Regions from separate parts of the Mus musculus genome. Here all the other regions are linked to region 6. The links are chromatin contacts, called in public promoter capture Hi-C maps. All regions are on one chromosome and are shown on one strand. The core of a region is the stretch at or near the end of the contact, and the rest is flanking DNA. Distances in the headings are between cores, read along the strand shown.

The links. Promoter capture Hi-C pulls out the DNA fragments that hold promoters and counts their contacts. Capture Hi-C pulls out chosen DNA fragments and counts their contacts.
Region 1: a contact with region 6 is called in a promoter capture Hi-C map of cranial neural crest. The contact joins the promoter of Pigh here to the promoter of Exd2 in region 6. A contact is called at or near these places in 1 of 39 promoter capture datasets (cranial neural crest) and 1 of 9 other capture datasets (macrophages).
Region 2: a contact with region 6 is called in a promoter capture Hi-C map of liver, with 3 times the contacts expected there. The contact joins the promoter of Arg2 here to the promoter of Exd2 in region 6. A contact is called at or near these places in 4 of 39 promoter capture datasets (cranial neural crest, frontonasal cranial neural crest, hippocampal neurons and 1 more) and 1 of 9 other capture datasets (liver).
Region 3: a promoter capture Hi-C map of adipose tissue shows a contact between it and region 6, with 2.3 times the contacts expected there. The contact joins the promoter of Mpp5 here to the promoter of Exd2 in region 6. A contact is called at or near these places in 1 of 39 promoter capture datasets (pre-B cells) and 1 of 9 other capture datasets (adipose tissue).
Region 4: a contact with region 6 is called in a promoter capture Hi-C map of adipose tissue, with 2.2 times the contacts expected there. The contact joins the promoter of Eif2s1 here to the promoter of Exd2 in region 6. A contact is called at or near these places in 1 of 39 promoter capture datasets (liver), 1 of 115 datasets of contacts at active chromatin or transcription factors (large pre-B cells) and 1 of 9 other capture datasets (adipose tissue).
Region 5: a promoter capture Hi-C map of liver shows a contact between it and region 6, with 9 times the contacts expected there. The contact joins the promoter of Zfyve26 here to the promoter of Exd2 in region 6. A contact is called at or near these places in 18 of 39 promoter capture datasets (the 3T3-L1 cell line, 3T3-L1-derived adipocytes, the C10 cell line and 12 more), 1 of 484 Hi-C or Micro-C datasets (B cells), 9 of 115 datasets of contacts at active chromatin or transcription factors (embryonic limb bud, embryonic stem cells, large pre-B cells and 3 more) and 3 of 9 other capture datasets (adipose tissue, liver and macrophages).

Annotation. Positions count from the first base shown.
Region 1 is chr12:79,088,242-79,090,941 of GRCm38.p6, reverse strand. It overlaps Pigh (phosphatidylinositol glycan anchor biosynthesis, class H), which reads left to right and starts at 1,272. Exons shown (of 4, transcript NM_029988.2): 1 at 1,272-1,502. The coding sequence starts at 1,323. It overlaps 9230116L04Rik (RIKEN cDNA 9230116L04 gene), which reads left to right. Exons shown (of 3, transcript NR_110486.1): 3 at 957-2,237.
Region 2 is chr12:79,129,505-79,132,204 of GRCm38.p6, reverse strand. It overlaps Arg2 (arginase type II), which reads right to left and starts at 1,417. Exons shown (of 8, transcript NM_009705.3): 1 at 1,225-1,417; 2 at 292-364. The coding sequence starts at 1,335.
Region 3 is chr12:78,747,497-78,750,291 of GRCm38.p6, reverse strand. Mpp5 (membrane protein, palmitoylated 5 (MAGUK p55 subfamily member 5)) reads right to left here and starts at 1,345. Exons shown (of 15, transcript NM_019579.3): 1 at 1,186-1,345.
Region 4 is chr12:78,860,674-78,863,373 of GRCm38.p6, reverse strand. Eif2s1 (eukaryotic translation initiation factor 2, subunit 1 alpha) reads right to left here and starts at 1,302. Exons shown (of 8, transcript NM_026114.3): 1 at 1,194-1,302. It overlaps Atp6v1d (ATPase, H+ transporting, lysosomal V1 subunit D), which reads left to right and starts at 1,736. Exons shown (of 9, transcript NM_023721.2): 1 at 1,736-1,955. The coding sequence starts at 1,915.
Region 5 is chr12:79,295,003-79,297,702 of GRCm38.p6, reverse strand. Zfyve26 (zinc finger, FYVE domain containing 26) reads left to right here and starts at 1,421. Exons shown (of 42, transcript NM_001008550.1): 1 at 1,421-1,477; 2 at 1,931-2,226. The coding sequence starts at 2,033. It overlaps Rad51b (RAD51 paralog B), which reads right to left and starts at 421. Exons shown (of 11, transcript NM_009014.3): 1 at 371-421.
Region 6 is chr12:80,461,842-80,464,576 of GRCm38.p6, reverse strand. It overlaps Exd2 (exonuclease 3'-5' domain containing 2), which reads right to left and starts at 1,482. Exons shown (of 9, transcript NM_133798.3): 1 at 1,297-1,482.

The sequences.
Region 1 (2,700 bases), core at 23-2,522, 1.4 Mb after region 6:
AGAAGTATGATTGTCTGTGCACTGCCACAGTAGTGCTCCATCCATGCAAATATATGGTTGGCAAACAGCATCTATTAGTGGCTCCCCCAGTTACCTTTCCCTAGTGATAAGTACTTGAAGAACCAGCCTGCTTCCATATTAGGCTTGAAAGTCATCTTACAGTGAAGACAATCTAGGTTCATTCTTGTTTATGAGTAAACCTGTTTTTCAAGGATTGAGCTATGCCCCACCTGTGACCTTAACTACAAATGGTTCTGTACTGCTTGTTCCAAGAATGCAATCACGTCTTTGTTTCAAAAAGTTGTTTATAGTCATCTTGCAACCTGACCTTTGCTTCAAAGGGTTATATAGCTACCTTGTTAGGCCCATCTTTGCAACCTTGTGTCTCTGTTCCAGAGGGACTTACTTGCTATGCTTGTGTGCTGCTCCTATAACTATATTTTGACAGACAAACCCCTCATTTGGAAACCTTCCTATCCCTGAGCTATAAAAGCCTGCCTTCACATCCAAAGCTGAACCCCATCTCAGGAGGAGGCAGCCCGTGTATGTGAATTTTTAAAGCTTGCTTTAATTAATTTGGTCATGATGATTTGGGTGGCGGTCTTTCTCCTCTCGTTTTTTTTTTTTTTTTGGATTAATATACTCTTTAGCAGCTGAGCCATCTGCCCAACTCAAAGCCTACCTTCTCTTCCCATGCATCCTAGCCTTGCTAGTTTTTTGATTCCTGTGACTGAAACCCATTCCAGCCTCCAACTTTGTTTTTTCCTGGTCCTTCTTTCTGGAGACTACCCCCACCTCCACCCCAACTCCCCACAGAACAGTGTGGCCCTTGTAGGTTTAATGGCGAAGACCTTTAAGACCTTTACTTAAAGCTGCCCAGACCTTCTACTAGTCTGAACATTTTTGTCAATAACACTACTTAAGTTACGTCTATTTTTTTTTTTTTTTCCTACTAGGAAAGAAGCTATGTAGAGACAGAAATCTTCAGTACCTAAAATCCCTTCGCAGGGAAATGAATGAATGAATGAATGAATGGTTACACCTGCAGACCATTTTGGGGGAGTCTTTCTGGCGTAACAATATAAATGAGTCAGTCAAATGAACAGAGATCTTAATCTGCCCAAAACTGGTGCCGCGGTTCTGGGGAGTTTGGGCTAAGGATAAACTGGGAGAACTTGCTGCAAGTCCCAGCCCTGCTCTCAGTGAGCGACTACGGCTGCGCGGACAGGCAGGGCTCAGCCGCTTCCGGGATGGTCGGGAGCCAACGAGACTTCGAGCCTCCGGGTGGGCTAGAGCGGCGCGACATTCAGGTGTGTGCGGCCATGGAGGACGAGAAGAGCTTCTCCGATATCTGCGGCGGCCGCCTAGCCCTGCGGTGCCGCTACTACTCACCGTACTGCCGCGAGTTCGGCCTCAGCTCGGCTCGGCTGTCGCTGTGCTCGCTCACCGCGGTCACCTGCGCGGTGTGGCTGGCGGCCTACGGGCTCTTCACCCTGTGCGAGGTAAAGGCGGGCGCTCGGCCGGCGCAGGCAGCTTGGAGAGGTCTCGGGGCTGACCCGTGGGTCCGGGAGGGTGGGGACTCCCTGGATCAGGGTCGCCGTTCCACGGCAGGACTGCCCTCCCTCCCCGAGAAGTTTGTGCTTCTGGACGTTCTACCACAGTGGACCTACTTGCCCTGCTCATTCATGGAACATAACCTCCTCAGAGAACTCAGTGCATCCTCCCGCATCACTTACTGGGTACCAAAGCCAACGGATAGCAGGCGTGCGACAGAATTACAGAAAAGTTTTTGCCTCCACAACTGTGCAGTACAGAATCTCCACCTAATATCTGTTTCTCAAGGCCAGGTCAACTACCATCCCCTCTCCCAACCCTTCCCCAGTTTAAGTGCATTTTCTAAAGTGTTGCCAGGTCTAAGACACGAGGGTTTTCTATGCTCAGTTTTCAGACTTTCTAATCTTTTTTCCCCCCGAGCCTCATTTTTAACATCTCTAAGTTGAAATTAATGGTTCAAAATATTGCGAAGGTCAACTGCTATTATTTTGTGACAGTTCCCAAGCAAAAAGAGTCATCCGATTGGCCTTTGTTCAGGATGTTCTGTTCTGTTTTAACTCCCTGTATAGCCCTAAAATGAATATATTATTCCAGGAGTGATCTTAATAGAGCCAGTACACCAGAACTGTTTATTTCTGCAATTTTCATATTGTTTGTATTAAAACATCCCTTAGCTTTTTTCTATTCTTTTGCTATTATTATTATTCTTACTTTGTCTGGACTGGAAGGCTCTATGTGGAGCCTGCCTCTGCCTCCCTAGGGTTAGGATCAAAGGTGTGTGTCATCATACCTGGTTCAATCACATTTATGCTATCAAAGTGTGTGGCAGAGCATCATAATTTGCACAGATTTTCATAGATGAAGTTAAGTCCCCTCACTGAGGGTCTGGGGAATGAATGGCTCATCAGATGACTGCAGCGACTGCCAAACCTGACCACCTAATGCCAAACCTGACCACCTAATGCCAAACCTGACCACCTAAGCCGAATCCCCAGAACCCACATGATGGGAGGGAAGAATGGATTCAAAAAAATTGTCCTCTGACCTCTGCACAATAAATAAATATAAATAGTAGGGGCTGGTGTGGTGGTGCACACCTTTAATCCCAGCACTAGGGAAACAGAGGAAGGAACATCTCTGAATTCA
Region 2 (2,700 bases), core at 168-2,667, 1.3 Mb after region 6:
GAGCAGTTAGCTCTTGAGCGAGCTAGAATCCTTAGCTGCACTGGCAGTACACTGGCAGTACACTGTTCCAGGACCTACTTTGCTCTGCTTCACTTTCCCCAACACTATCTGCAAGAAGACTTCCTCTGAAGATTCCCTGATAGATGTTTATCTGCAGAAGGAATCCAAAGGATACCAGATGGGAACAAATTACAGGTGCCAAGCTGCTACCACAGGATCAGGATAGAAGAGATGAGATTCTGAACAGGTTTTTTCCCCTTCCGGAACAAACACAGAAATCCAACCACTTACCCAACCTGGAGAGCCTCTTCAGCAAGCCAGCTTCTCGAATGGCAGCTGGACCATATTCCACTCCTAGCTTCTTCTGTGAATCATACAAACCCCACAGACATAAGAGAAGGTGAGGAAAGGAGCAGAAACACTTTGACACAGAAATCTCTGCTGCTACCCGGAGCTCCTAAAAGACTCCTCTGCAAACCTTTCACAGCATCAAAACTTCTACTGTAGAAGGCTGATCGTTTCACTAAATGCTTAATGGGCGGAGGGAAGATTCTGTTCTTGAAAGCAAATCAACCTTCTGAGTCCCTCACTGAGAGCCAGACCAGGAAAGTCTCGGATCAGGAAAGGGCTCAGTGAGCTTTGATCCGGTACCTGTATCTGGCAGAACGCGGCACCTAGCTTCCCCATCAGTGAGTGCGCCCTCCGCGACAGCAGGTTCCTTTCATTGAAGGCAGAACAAAGCCCCTTCGTCCCTCCCGCAGTTGCAGAGACCGACATCAATTTCTTTCCAGGTTAATGCTCTTTCTGCAAGAATAGAACCTGAAGCCTGCCTTAATCCCCGGTCACCGTCTCTAACCTCCTCTCCGACAATTTCTCAACGATCCCGGTTTTGCCTTCTCCAGCTCCTCCATGGAATCCTCTCTCTTTTCCTTCCTGTCATCACCCCAAAGCTGGAAATGCCCACTCTCCGTCGTCCTGGAGGCCGCAGATGCTCGCTTCTCGATGCCCACTTCCCTCCCTCTCGATGCCCAGTGCCCTCTCTCACCCCCTTGCCTTCCATCAGTCCCTCATCTCCATCTGGGTCCAGGAAAACCCAACGTGCGCTCCACGTACCCGCCATGGGATCCCGCGAGCTCTTCCCCCCGTTTTTTCCCCCCTCCTCCCTCCTGGCCCCAAGAAACTCTCTAGGCTTAGTGTCCCGTCAGCTCGGGTCGCAGCTCTCACCTGTCCCCGAGAGAAAGGGGCTCCGACTATAGCTACAGAGTGGACGGATCTCGTCAGGACGCAAGGAATTTGCCCGTGGAGGAGACGGGAGGCGCTGCTCCTCAGGAACATGATTGGCAGGGAGGGGATTACCCTAGGAGAACCGGCTCGGTGCAACTCAGGACCTCGAGTGAGTGCAGCCTCCCACAGCTTCGATGCTTCACTAGGCGAGCGCACCGCCCTGTGACGTCAGCATCTCTCGGACACGCCTCCAACCAGCCCCCGGCGCACCTTCTCGGAGGACTACAGCTCTCCAGGGCCTGGGACGCGCCTGCCGTTAAGTCACCATTGGACCTGTCCTCTCTTTCCCTGGACACGCTCCCCCCGCCCCCGATGCCTAAGCCACCAAGGCGGATACCATAAAGCCGCTGATCAGAGTGGCACCTGTGTGGTTTCCCGGGAAGCAGCGTCCCTGCCAGGTTGGAGACCTCAGTGGAACTTGAGAACTTGACACATGTACCCGCCCCAGGCGCTATCTCGGCTGAAGAGTTGGCACTGGCCGTGGCCTGCCCGCACCCGGGGTCATCTGCTAACCCACACCAAGTCAGCATCCATCTGCAGCTTTCTATCTCAAAGCTTAAAATCCTAGAAACATTTACCCCATCAGTGTCCTCTTGAGTCTGGCTTTTTAAAAACTCACCTACCTTGGATCTTTGGGGAGAATTTAGAATTTACCAAGCAATTACTTTCTAGATTTTTTTTTTAATTTTTTTAAACAAAATTTTATTTCCTTTTCAGATTTTTTTAAATGTGTATGAGTGTTTTGCCTGTATATATGTTTGTGCACCACAGACATTCATGGTGCCCAGGGAAGTCAGAAGTGGATATAGGATTTGCTGGAACTAGAGTTACTACAGACCTTTATGAGCCACCATGTGAGTGCTGAGAATCAAACCCAAGCCCTTAGCAAAAGTAACAGATGCTCTTAACTGTTCAGCTACCTCTCTGGGCCCCTGTTTTCAGTTCTTTACATGAACAATAAGAGCACTGGTTACTAGAGGCCAACTATATCAACACATTCTGATCATTCTAAATTAAAAGGAGGCTGAAACAAATCCAAAAATATCAAGGAGCTTTTCATGGTTTTAATAGTAAATAGTGGCTGATGGCCCTGCAATTACGGACACACATTGCTCTTGCAGAGGACCTGGTTTTTGCAGAGTTTTATGCATAGCCATTAACCCCAGCTTCTGGGGAATCCGATGCTTCTTGCCTCCACAGACACAGCAAGCTAGGGGAGATAGAAGGATCTGCATTCTTTGTTGTAAGCACAAGTTTACAGTATGATAAAATGGACATATTGAGTGTTTCATACAGTGGCAAGATTGTCTAACACTGTACTCTTAACTGTGACTCTGTAGCCTGCTGTAGTGGCTATTCCTGGTTGTCAACTTGACAATATTTGGAATGAACTACAATCCGGAATTGGAAGGCTCA
Region 3 (2,795 bases), core at 96-2,595, 1.7 Mb after region 6:
AAAAGATTATGAATCTCTTTTGATATCTTTGTCTTTTTTACTTATAAAGCTCTTTAAATTTTAATGTAAGCCTGCTATTACAGTTTAGAATGATCTTTAAAACAAGAAATCGTGTCCACAGAAATACTATAGAAACAGCTCGTCAAGAAAGGATAGTGTTCATTCCCACCAATACCTATACTTCAAAGACACCAGCACACCACATAATTTGTTACTGTTGCAAAAGTTAACAAGTTATTAATTTCTGGCATAATTTAAAAGGATAATTAGAATAGTATCATTAAAACATTACAGTGCCTTATTAAAACCAGAAATACCTTCCACCTTATCCGCTAAATCAAAACTTTAGAATTCTTGCTACACTGGCTTTCAGAATTTAAACTCTTGAAACTCTAAATTAGACACAACACACTAAGTAAAAACCCTCGTAGGTGCTGCATTCATTTTAGAGTAAAGTGTCATGGAAAACTTTTCGGCCGAATCTAAATTCCACACACATTACTGTGTGTCAGTCAGCTGGACAGAAGGAGAGAGCTATCCTTAGTCAGTTACGTAATTTACAATAAGGATCGTTCCGAGCGGCATTCATTGAAAGTAGCTCTACCAAGCATTTACAGGCTTCAAAGTTCACCGGACAATCTCCGTCTAAGTTCTGAGAACGCACTACTCTTTAGCAGTGGTCACAAGGAAGCAGGAACTGTTTATCCGCAGAACGCAATGAGTAGCAGAACACCAGGGGCTGACTCAGGCACCGGAACGCTGGCTGCATTCCGTCTTCCACGGGAAAGTGTTTCCCAGGCTGGTTCCCCGATCCGGCCAGGGGTGGGGTGAGGGAAGAGTCCCAGAGACTCGCGAACTCCGGGCCTGGGCGCAGCGAGACGACTCCCTGCCGTGCCCCCGGCAAGTCCGGCGGGGTGGCCCGCCACCGCGCCAAGGTGCGTCCCCCCCACCCCCACCCCCCGGCCCAGGGAACCAACCGGCATCGCGCGGGGAGCGTCCCTCCGAGGGACAAAGGTTGGGCTGCCACCGCGGCGCCCGGCTCAGCCTGGGGCTCTCCCCAGGGAACCCTGGCGGTGCGGCGGGTCTGGGAGGGGGTGCGAGCCCCGCCGCCCCTCCCCCGCCGCGCTCCCGGGAACCTGTTGATTAAGATCGCCACAGCCCGGGCGCTGCGGGTCCGCCCCTTACCTCCAAGCCCCGGCGGCCGCCGATCCTCTCTCCCTCCCTCGCTCCTCAACGCAGCCCAAGCAACAGCCCTCCGTCTGGCGGCCCTCAAAACACTGGATAAAGAATCCAGAAACTCCCGATTCCTCCCACCTCGGAGTCTCCAGTCCCCGCCCCCTCCTCACCGCCAGCCTCCTCCGTCGCCGCCGTCGCCAGCAACTCCTCCTCGAGGCCGCGCGAGACCGGCCCCCGCGGCTGACGCGAGACCGCGCACGCGCCCCTGGGACGCTGGCGCAGCGGGCGCGCCTATCCCAGGCCGTTCCTGGCGCGGCCCGCCCACGGCCCGGAGAGAGGCTGGAACGGATCGTCCAATCCTGAGCGCGCGTGGGGAGAGGGCCCGCTGATTGGTCCGCTCTTCCCCCCCCCCGCCTCCCGGGGGCTCGGCCGCGCGCACTCACCCGCCTCGAACTGCGAAGCGTTCGTTCTAACCGCTGAGTCGCTTCGCTGCCTCAGCCCACCTCCTCGCCTCTGTGTGGGGTCGCCGTGCTTCCCTGAGACGGACTCGGAAGCCGCTAAGGCTCGACGGGGCCTGGGAAGCGGTCATCTCCTGAGAAAAATCCGATTCCCTTGGAAGAGACCCCTGTTGTCCTGTCAGGCACATCAAAAATGCTAATGCTCAAAACAACCGTGACGCCAACACCTGGTTGTGTATAAAGTTCCACACAATTCCCTGATTCCACAGACGACTCCTTTCTGAAAACCAGGAAGGATGTCAAAGGCCACAGTTGTCACAGAATTCTCCGGAGAGGATTGGGAGTTACTTAGGCTAGTCCCAGCGCGAGTCCATGCTGTCAGGACACACCTATGCCACCATCTGGGAAGGGTGGGCACGGAAAGTGCTATGAAAGTGTGCGCGAGGAACTGGATTTGGAGCAAACAGAAATATGTTCTATGTAGAAACCTCTTCTGCTGGACCTAAATCCATTGCTTCAGCCTGTTGAGTTTTCTCAGGGGCACATGTCGTAGACAACTGTCCCTCTGTGCCTTCGTATATGCAATTAATCATGTCTTTATTTCCTCCCACCGTGGTTTTTAAGCACCATTCCCAATATACCCAGGCTCCTACCTACCTTTTTCCTCTTATGGGTTGTTAGTGTCCCCAAGGAATACTATGCCCTCTGAAGTAAGCACAACTTTTTTTGGGGGGTGGGGGGAGGGCGAAATCCTTCTCTTCCTGGATCATCAAATTCAAATCTTACTGACATTTTATTAAGTACTTAACGTTGTTTATTGGTGTTAGTAAGGCAGAGCCAAGGACAGGACTTTTTTACATACCACTAAAGACCTCTTTCCTTCTGTCAAACATACCTCAGTGGACTTTGAGTACAGACGGACAACTTCCAAATATATGTAACTGAACTGTCTGCTTAGTTCATCTTCACAAAGAAGTGAGAATTTGTGAACTGCAAGTGGACTGTCTCCAGAATTCCTAGACACTGTTAGCCACACACAAAAGGTTAGTGAGTGTTGACATTCCTTTCTACCTTTTTTTTTTTTAATGCATAAGACATTAGGTAACAAGTACTCTAGTTCCTTTTTTAAAAAGTGGTTCCCCCACCCCACCCCCTTTTTGG
Region 4 (2,700 bases), core at 53-2,552, 1.6 Mb after region 6:
AGCATTTTCAGTGCTGGGATTAAAGATATGTGTACCTCACACCTCTCACAAGGGATCCCACTTCTGTAGTTAATGCCATACAGACTGTATGTGTTCTGATGTAAACAAACAAAAACACACTTCAAAGCTAGTTTCAAATACCTTGCATTATTAGTATTTTGCCCCTGTTAACTTCTAGAGTCGGTACATTGTCATGTCACCATAGCAGATATGGGCAATGAACATTCCAAAATAAAATGTACCACGCTGGGAAAACGCTGTTCAGCTCTAAAGTTTACTAGTACAACTAAGTCTTTTGAGAATCAGGGCCCACCATCTGGCATCATAGGCACAGAAAAAGCACTACAATTTCATAACTGACATTTTTGATGAACTGTCGAGGGTCTCCACCTCTTTAACAACAACTTGAGGAGGAGAAAAATCAAGACTTTTCTGATGTACCCTTTCTTCAAGAAACAATGTTTGTTCCTTAGTGGAAATTAAAGCATCCTAAATATAAGGGGGTGTTTAAGAGCCCCAATGCGAGTACACACTTAACTCTAAAGTTTTACGCTTTCAGCGTCCATAATTACAAAACTCCAGTTTTATTTTCGCAGTTACCCAAACAGGGCAAATAACTTCAACAGCTGATTTTAAATTCCAGGAATTCACTCATACAGAAATGCACAGCTAGAGCGAAAACTTAACGACCTCAACACTAATAGTTCCATTTTGGACTTTTTTTTAACTTAAATATGGTGGTTTATCCTATTGTTTCTTTGGCGAAAAGTTCAGTCTCCACAGAGAGAAAAGTTTTGGCAGTATCTTGGGGCTGAAAAGAAGGATAAAAGAAAGAAAAAAAAAAAAAGCCCAAATTCTCCGGTCCGGTAAAAGCAATCGTCTTGAACTAGGAGTGGGACTGGAGTCGAGGGTTCTCCAGAGGCCTCCCCACCACAAGACATCTTTAAGGAGGCTGTAAAAATCTACTTGGCCCACGTTCCTTCAGGGGTTCCTCCGCCCGTCCAGCCACGTTTCTGGCTCGCAGGAGCAGACACCGGCTGGCGAGAGGGCGCAGGAAATCACCAGCGGGCGGTGGCGACGGGGTCCAGACACTTCCCGCGCAAGAACGGGAAAGGGGGGGTAGCCCGGGGCCTAGCCGCACTGGACAAAACCAAGGCGAATCCTCGGGGAGAGCAAGCTGCGGGGCCGGTCACCTGAAGTGGATGTGTGAATCCCGAAGTAGGGTCCCACGCCGTGCTGCTTAGTGGCAACGAGGAGACTCGGAACACCAACCCCGGACGCCGAAGCTCCTCAGCGTGCGCTTCGCCCAACCCAGCGCGCATGCGGAGCCACCTCTCACTGCGCAGGCGCCGACAGAAAAGGATCCTTCGTTGCCACTAACCATAGAGTCTTGGTCCTCCTAATATGGGCGGTGTGAACCAAGGGACGAGCTGAAGAGTCACTGCCCCTGGTATTTATAGATTTTTTTGCGGAGGGAACTTGCTAGGTTTAAAGGAGAGGTAAGTTTCTGTTTCTTGCTCCAGGATGATCGCTTTAAGTTTTAGTCAACCAAGAGAGGGCGCTGTGACGAATGGCGGAAAGCCGAGGAAGAGGAGGAGCGTGATCCTCTCCTGACCCATCCCTCAGAGCGTGCTGGGTGCCGGCGACTCGCCGGAGGGAGGGGCGGTGGAGAGACCCGGAATTCCGGACTGTGCGCGCTTCCACATCCGGGCATTCCGTCTCCTCCCCCTCCCTCAGTCCTCGCCCAACAGGAACCGGAAGTGGGAACCGGTTTCCTGGTTGCCTCTTAGCAACGCAGTTGTCAAGTGACCCGGTCAGCTGACTCCCGTGGAGGCGGGCACTGGGGTAACCGGTTCTGGAGGTGTTGCGGTCCCGATTGTCTCGCCGGGGGGCCCGAGCCGAGTCACCGTCAGGATGTCGGGCAAAGACCGGATTGAAATCTTCCCTTCGCGAATGTAAGTTAAAGACTAGGACAAGCGACAACCGTGTTCAGGCACATCTTCCCGGCGCGCATTCCTGCGTACCCTTGGCCACCAGCAAGGTTCCTTGGTTTCTGGGTCGCTCCTTGAGCTTTCCCCAGGGTCTTCGTTTCCTCTGAGTTCCGAGCGAGGTTTCTTTCCAACGCTCCCCTCCCCTGCTGTTTCTGAGAGAAGAGGCCGGAGAAAGTGGTTCCAGTCCACAGGAAAAGGGGGTTCACCTGCTGGCAGCTTTTGGAGGTCGATGCCTTTACTCACTCATTCCGCACACCCTTTGAGCCACACACGGAGTTTACATAACTGAGCCGTCGGCGCCATCTCTACCTCCCAGGGCTCATCATTGCTGAGGATTGAGATGTAGACGCTGAGGTCTGACCAAAGCTCCCAGACGGGAAGTTATGTGACAGGGAAGCAGCTAGAAGGCCCCTCAGCCAAAGTGACATTGAATGTGTCACCCTCTCGCAGCTGTAGGTTTCAGTCTTGGATCCCGTCAAGTGTTATTTGCTGTGGGAAGATATCCCTGCATTTCTGAGGTATTCCTATAGCCCTGTGATGACTGCACTCTTTACGTCTAGCAAGTGTCACTCATGACACTGTCACGCGGGTATTTATTTGGGCTGTCTCCTGGATGAAGGAGGCATCTTTTTAATGCATAGAAGGTCCACAGAAAATTGTTCCTTGAACCCTTGCTTGGGATGTGCTCAGTTACAGGCCGCCTTTCTGC
Region 5 (2,700 bases), core at 172-2,671, 1.2 Mb after region 6:
ACAAGTTTGACAGTCCCTAAACTTGCCCGGATGCCTAATTTGCCCAAGAGCGGAGGAAGAAGTATCAAGAGTTAGAAAACCTGACGCAAAACTTCCTAATAAAACAGAGCACCTTACAAGCATCACTCGCCTCCCTAGAGGAAGTCGGAAGCTCCAGGACCCCGTCCGGGTTCCAGGGACGAGCCCCGTTACAGAGTACGTGCTCAACACGCAGGACTCTCCGCGACCCCGGTATCAACAGCCACAGGCTCCAAGAGGGAGCACAAGATAATGAACACACCTTCCTCCCCACAACTGCCCCCTCAGAAAACTCCAGTACCAGGTCAGCAGCGTGGAACTTTCAAAGTTTCCCCCACCCTCACACAATTACCCGCGAAAAGTGCGAGCAGCAACATCTGGGGCTCTGGTTGGTTGGTACTCTGGCGACTTATCCAATCAGAAGCAGGAAAATCTCGGGTTAGCCCAGCTGTATTTTGGGAATTGTAGTTCAGTCTCGAAGGTTAATCTAATTAAATTTTTCCTTTGTAGTGATTGCTTAAATCGAGGAGCGGAACCTTTCAAGACGAATGTAGAGGAGGGAAAACCCTGACTGGAAATTCTTTTCCTCAGTGAATCGCATTTTAAAGTTATTTCCTGGGCCAGAGAAGGTTCTTTTGGGGGGCTGAGGGGTTGGAAAAAGGGTGGGCAATATGCCCTATTCCCGTTTTGGGATGAGAGTTTTGTGTTTCCTTTGCACTGTTCAACACATTTAGATGGTGAAAATGTCCGGGAAATACTAACTAAAGCGTCTCAAACTAAAATACATTGAAAAAGAACCACTCAGTTTAGTTGAAAAAATAAAAGAAGTCAAGTAGGTTTCGTATTTAAAACAGCTGCGTTAAGAAAAACTAATAAACTTAAGAACTGACTTGATTACATGATTTGTGAAAAGCCTTTGCTCACTCTTTGTTTTCGTTTGCAACTCCTTTGTACCGACCTCAGTCTTTCGATGGATATATAATTATATATGATATACACACGATAGAATTAGATAGAATAATGATACAGGAAGATCCAGAATTCCTGTGGCTAACCTATCATCTATCACTGGTTGGCACGGAGAAAATGTTGACATCAAAAACAAAACAAAACAGTGGCGGGTACGGAGCGTGGAACACAGATATTCCTGGCCCCAGCTCCCCCGAAATGAATAACTGTGGATGTTGCGAGAAGGAGCAATCATAATTAGGGAGAGTCCTCAGTCCTGTAGCTAGCGGATCTAACTCTTCCTTAGAGTCCCCGTAGCAATCAGGTGGCATCACGTGATTCAAACAAACACGGCACTTGATTTGCATCTTGCTTCTCCTGAGCCAATAAGAGTGGCGCTCTCTTTCGTCATCGCCGCCCGTTCCACCACTCTTCGCAATGGGACTTGTCACCTGACCGGGATCAAACATGGCTGCTCTGGACGGGAAAATGCATTCGACTCCCGGAGCAGGTGAGTGTAAGGCGCAGGGAAGATTGCGAGGGTGCTGTCCACGACCCCGCTAGGGGGAGCATCCCTGTCCCCCAGCCTCCCGGCTCCACAGTTCAGTCCCAGATTGATCCCCTAATCTTTAGCCTCTGTCTTAACAGAAGGCTCTAACCAAGGGAGTTTTCATCCTTACCAAGGCATCCACCAACCTAGAGATTTGTAGCCTGACAAAATGTTCAGGAGGGAATGCGGAAGTAAATGTATGTGTCTGCACCCCAGGCTAGCAAAAATATTAAGATTGTTATATGTGAGGTCTGCGGTAGAAGATGAGGTACACCCCTTAGAGAAAGAGACGGCTCTCAAAAAGAGATAGTAACAGGTCAAATTAAACCCAAAACAGTCATTAGAAAAGTAAGTTCTGCCGTTTCTTTTCGGGCCAGCAGCTGGTGGTTCATCTAAAGTTTCGTTTCTTCTCAGCTCGTGTGGTGTTTCTAGGGGGTACTTCACGGATGAGAAAATTGAGAATGTATTTCGCGTAACGCCTCTATTTTCTATCTACCTGCACTCTGTGCTGGGAAAATGAGTTACCCATTTGGGAAAGAGGAAACCGCTACAGAGGAGGAACTTTTTGAGTTTTTCTGTGAGTGCCTGCGGAGGGGAGACTGGGAGTTGGCACAAGCATGTGTACCTCAACTACACCGGGGACAAGGAGAGATCCCCCAAAAGGTGGAGGACATACTACAGGCGCTGGTGCAGTGTCCCATTCTGCTAAGGTAAGCGATCCCCGCTCCTACCAGGATCTAAGAGAGGAAGATAGTGGTTCAGTGTTTGTACTCTAGTCTGTGTGTGTGTGTGTGTGTGTGTGTGTGTGTGTGTAGGTTTTCGAGACAGGGTTTCTCTGTATAGCCCTGGCTGTCCTGGAACTCACTTTGTAGACCAGGCTGGCCTCGAAATCCACCTGCCTCTGACTCCCGAATGCTGGGATTAAAGGTGTACACCACCACGCCCGGCTGTACTCTAGTCTTTATGGCCCCCCAGTCAGCTACTATCTTAAAAAGTTAGCAGACGGGGAACACATTTCAATATTCTGATGTTTTATCTGTGTAATGTATTTTACATCTAATGTACTCCAATGGCCATGAATTATGCTCTGCAGCTGAGTTTAAGCCTGACTACCAAAAGGATCCTGAATATCATTTCTTGTTTATTATCCATAGAAGATGGCTTAACTGCATTTTGTCTCCAAA
Region 6 (2,735 bases), core at 233-2,732:
GGCTTCATGCCCAGGGCCCACGCAGGAGTTCAACAGGTCCTCCACTAAGTTACAGCTTCCAGTTTAGTGTTTTTATGGGATCCCTGAGGATTCAAACAAGCAGGTCTCTGACTCGTATGTCTTCTCTTGGTGTCTTTGCTGTTTGTCTTGTCCAATTTTGATTTGATGGTTTTATTTAGCTTATATTTTATTTTGTTCGATTTTATTATAACCCCTTAGAAGCCTGTTTGTTTTCTAATTGAGACAGAAAGGGAGTGGATTCGGATGGGAAGGGAGGTGGGGAGGAACTGGAAGGGGTGGAGGAAGTGGATACCACAGTCGGAATATATTATGTGAAGAGAAAAAGATGTATTTTCAACAAAATAATTCAACAGCACCAGCTACTTTTCCAGAGGACGCAAATTCAGCTCCTAGCACACTCCCTCCCACCAGGCAGCTCACAGGCGGCTGCAACTCCGGCTCCAAATAACGCACACACATAAACAAAAATAAATCTTGACTTAATCCCAGCACTTGGCAGAGGCCAACAGATCCCTGAGTTCCAGGCCAGAAAGGGCTACATAGCGAGAGACCCTCCCCCTCCCCACTACTCCAGTTCTTTAAAAAAGAAAAAAAAAAAAAGAAAAAAAGAAAAAAAAGTTACTAAAAACAAAACAGTTCTGTGTTTCTAAGGAATGGTTACATAAGGGAATTTGCGTCCAATCGTGTACCAAAGCTTATAAATACTTGAGTTGTCTGAATTTTGGTGAACAGCTGTCCATTTTTAATAAATAAGATTTAAAGTTCTAGTTTGATCTGCCCCGCCAAAAAAAAAAAGCCAAAGCCAAAGGTGAAAAGCCAAAGCCAGAGGTGGTGCCCAGCAAATCGACGGGCGGCGAGCGATGTGGCCCCGCAGGTCCCGGGTGGGGCGGGTCCCCCGAAGCCCGGAGGAACCCCGGCGGGGGCTGCTTTTTAACTGACGAGGTCAGAAAGCCTTGAAGGGTTGGTGGATGCTCCTGACGAGGAGACGGGCGGATGGAAAGGGGCGGCCCGGGAAGGCTTGGGGACCAATGGCGGGACGAGTCCTCCCCGAACCTGAGGGCTCAACCGCCCACACCGAGAGTGAGGGGCCAAGAGGCCGCGCCTCAGGGCGGGGAGAGGGGCAGTGCCAACAACGCCTGGGCACCTCTGCAGCCCAACAGTCGCCCACGCGCAAAGTGGTCCCTTCAGCATCACCACCCTCTCGAGCCGCGCTGGAAACCCCTCTGCCTGCCACACAACCCCAGAGAGGACTTTGCCAACCCGAGCTTCCCTTACCTGCGGCCTCCAGCCTCGACCGAACACCTGCGGCACCCCACGCTGACAAGCTGGAACCCCCGCGGCGGTCTGGGCGCACCCACCCGGATGCATAAAAGCCGTAGCCACTTCCGGCCCAGTGGCTGGCCAGGAGGATACAACCCCCGTGGTGTGTGCCTATGGGCCGCGCCATTTTGTACGGAAGCCGCTAGGGCAGCATTTCCTCCCCAGGTTCTCGGTTAAAGGATGGGGAAGGAGGGTTATAATTGCGAAGACTTAATGTCTTCAGAAAAGTGGTGTTTTCTGAGATGCCGCTTCGTCTTTTGGTTTTGGCTTTGAAGGAAGAAGCCTATTGAACTTTCGCTCACAAATGCAACACAGGACATTTTTTCTCTTTTACCCAGGGTAGCGTTTCTCCACTACATTAATTTTCTTATTTTTTTTCCATTTTTTTATTAGGTATTTAGCTCATTTACATTTCCAATGCTATACCAAAAGTCCCCCATACCCACCCACCCCCATTAATTTTCTTATATTCGAGCGGGAAAATAAGGAAACTGTTTACAGAATGTGCTCTTCATTCGCGTTATATATTATAGCCATTAATCTCTCTCTCTCTCTCTCTCTCTCTCTCTCTCTCTCTCTCTCTCTCTCTCTCTCTCTCTCTCTCTCTCTCTCCCTCTCTCTCTCTCTCTCTCTCTCTCTCTCTCTCTCTCTCTCTCTCTCCCCTCTCCCCATCTCCCTCTCTCTCCCTCCCTCTCCCTCTCTCCCTCTCCCCTCTCGTACATGTCTGAAGATGCCAGAAGAGGGCGTTGAGCCCCTGGAAAAGATTTATAGAGCCGGCGTGGATTTCTGAGTTCGAGGCCAGCCTGGTCTACAGAGTGAGTTCCAGAACAGCCAGAGCTACACAGAGAAACCCTGTCTCAAAAAACCAAAAAAAAAAAAAAGAAAGAAAGAAAAGAAAAGGAAAAAAAATTATAGAAAGTGTTGAGCTATTGTGTGGGGGCTGTTAATTGAACCTGGGTCCTCCAGAAGAGCAACCAGTGCTCTTTACTGTTGTCATCTCTCCTGGTCCCTATATCCTCATAACAACCACAATATTGTCTATATATGAAACCATTCATTCAGGATTGATTTTTTTTTTAAGGGGGTTAAAGCAGGGTGTTGTGTAGCACAATCTGGCTCTCAACTCTCAAAATGTGAGCAAAGGTGACCTTAGATTCCTGATCTTCCAGCTTCCATCTCCCAAGTGTTAGGATTACAGGCAGGCTTGGGCCACCACACCCCGTTTATGCAGTGGTGGGGATCTAGACCTCAGGCTACAATGATAAATTTGAGGTAAGCCTGGGTTACACGAAACGCTATCTCAAAAAGGAAGGAGTTTTGTTTTGTTTATAAATTTTCATCTTTTTCTGTCCACTCAAGAAGCTTAGAGGCTGGTTGGAAACATCCACAGTAGC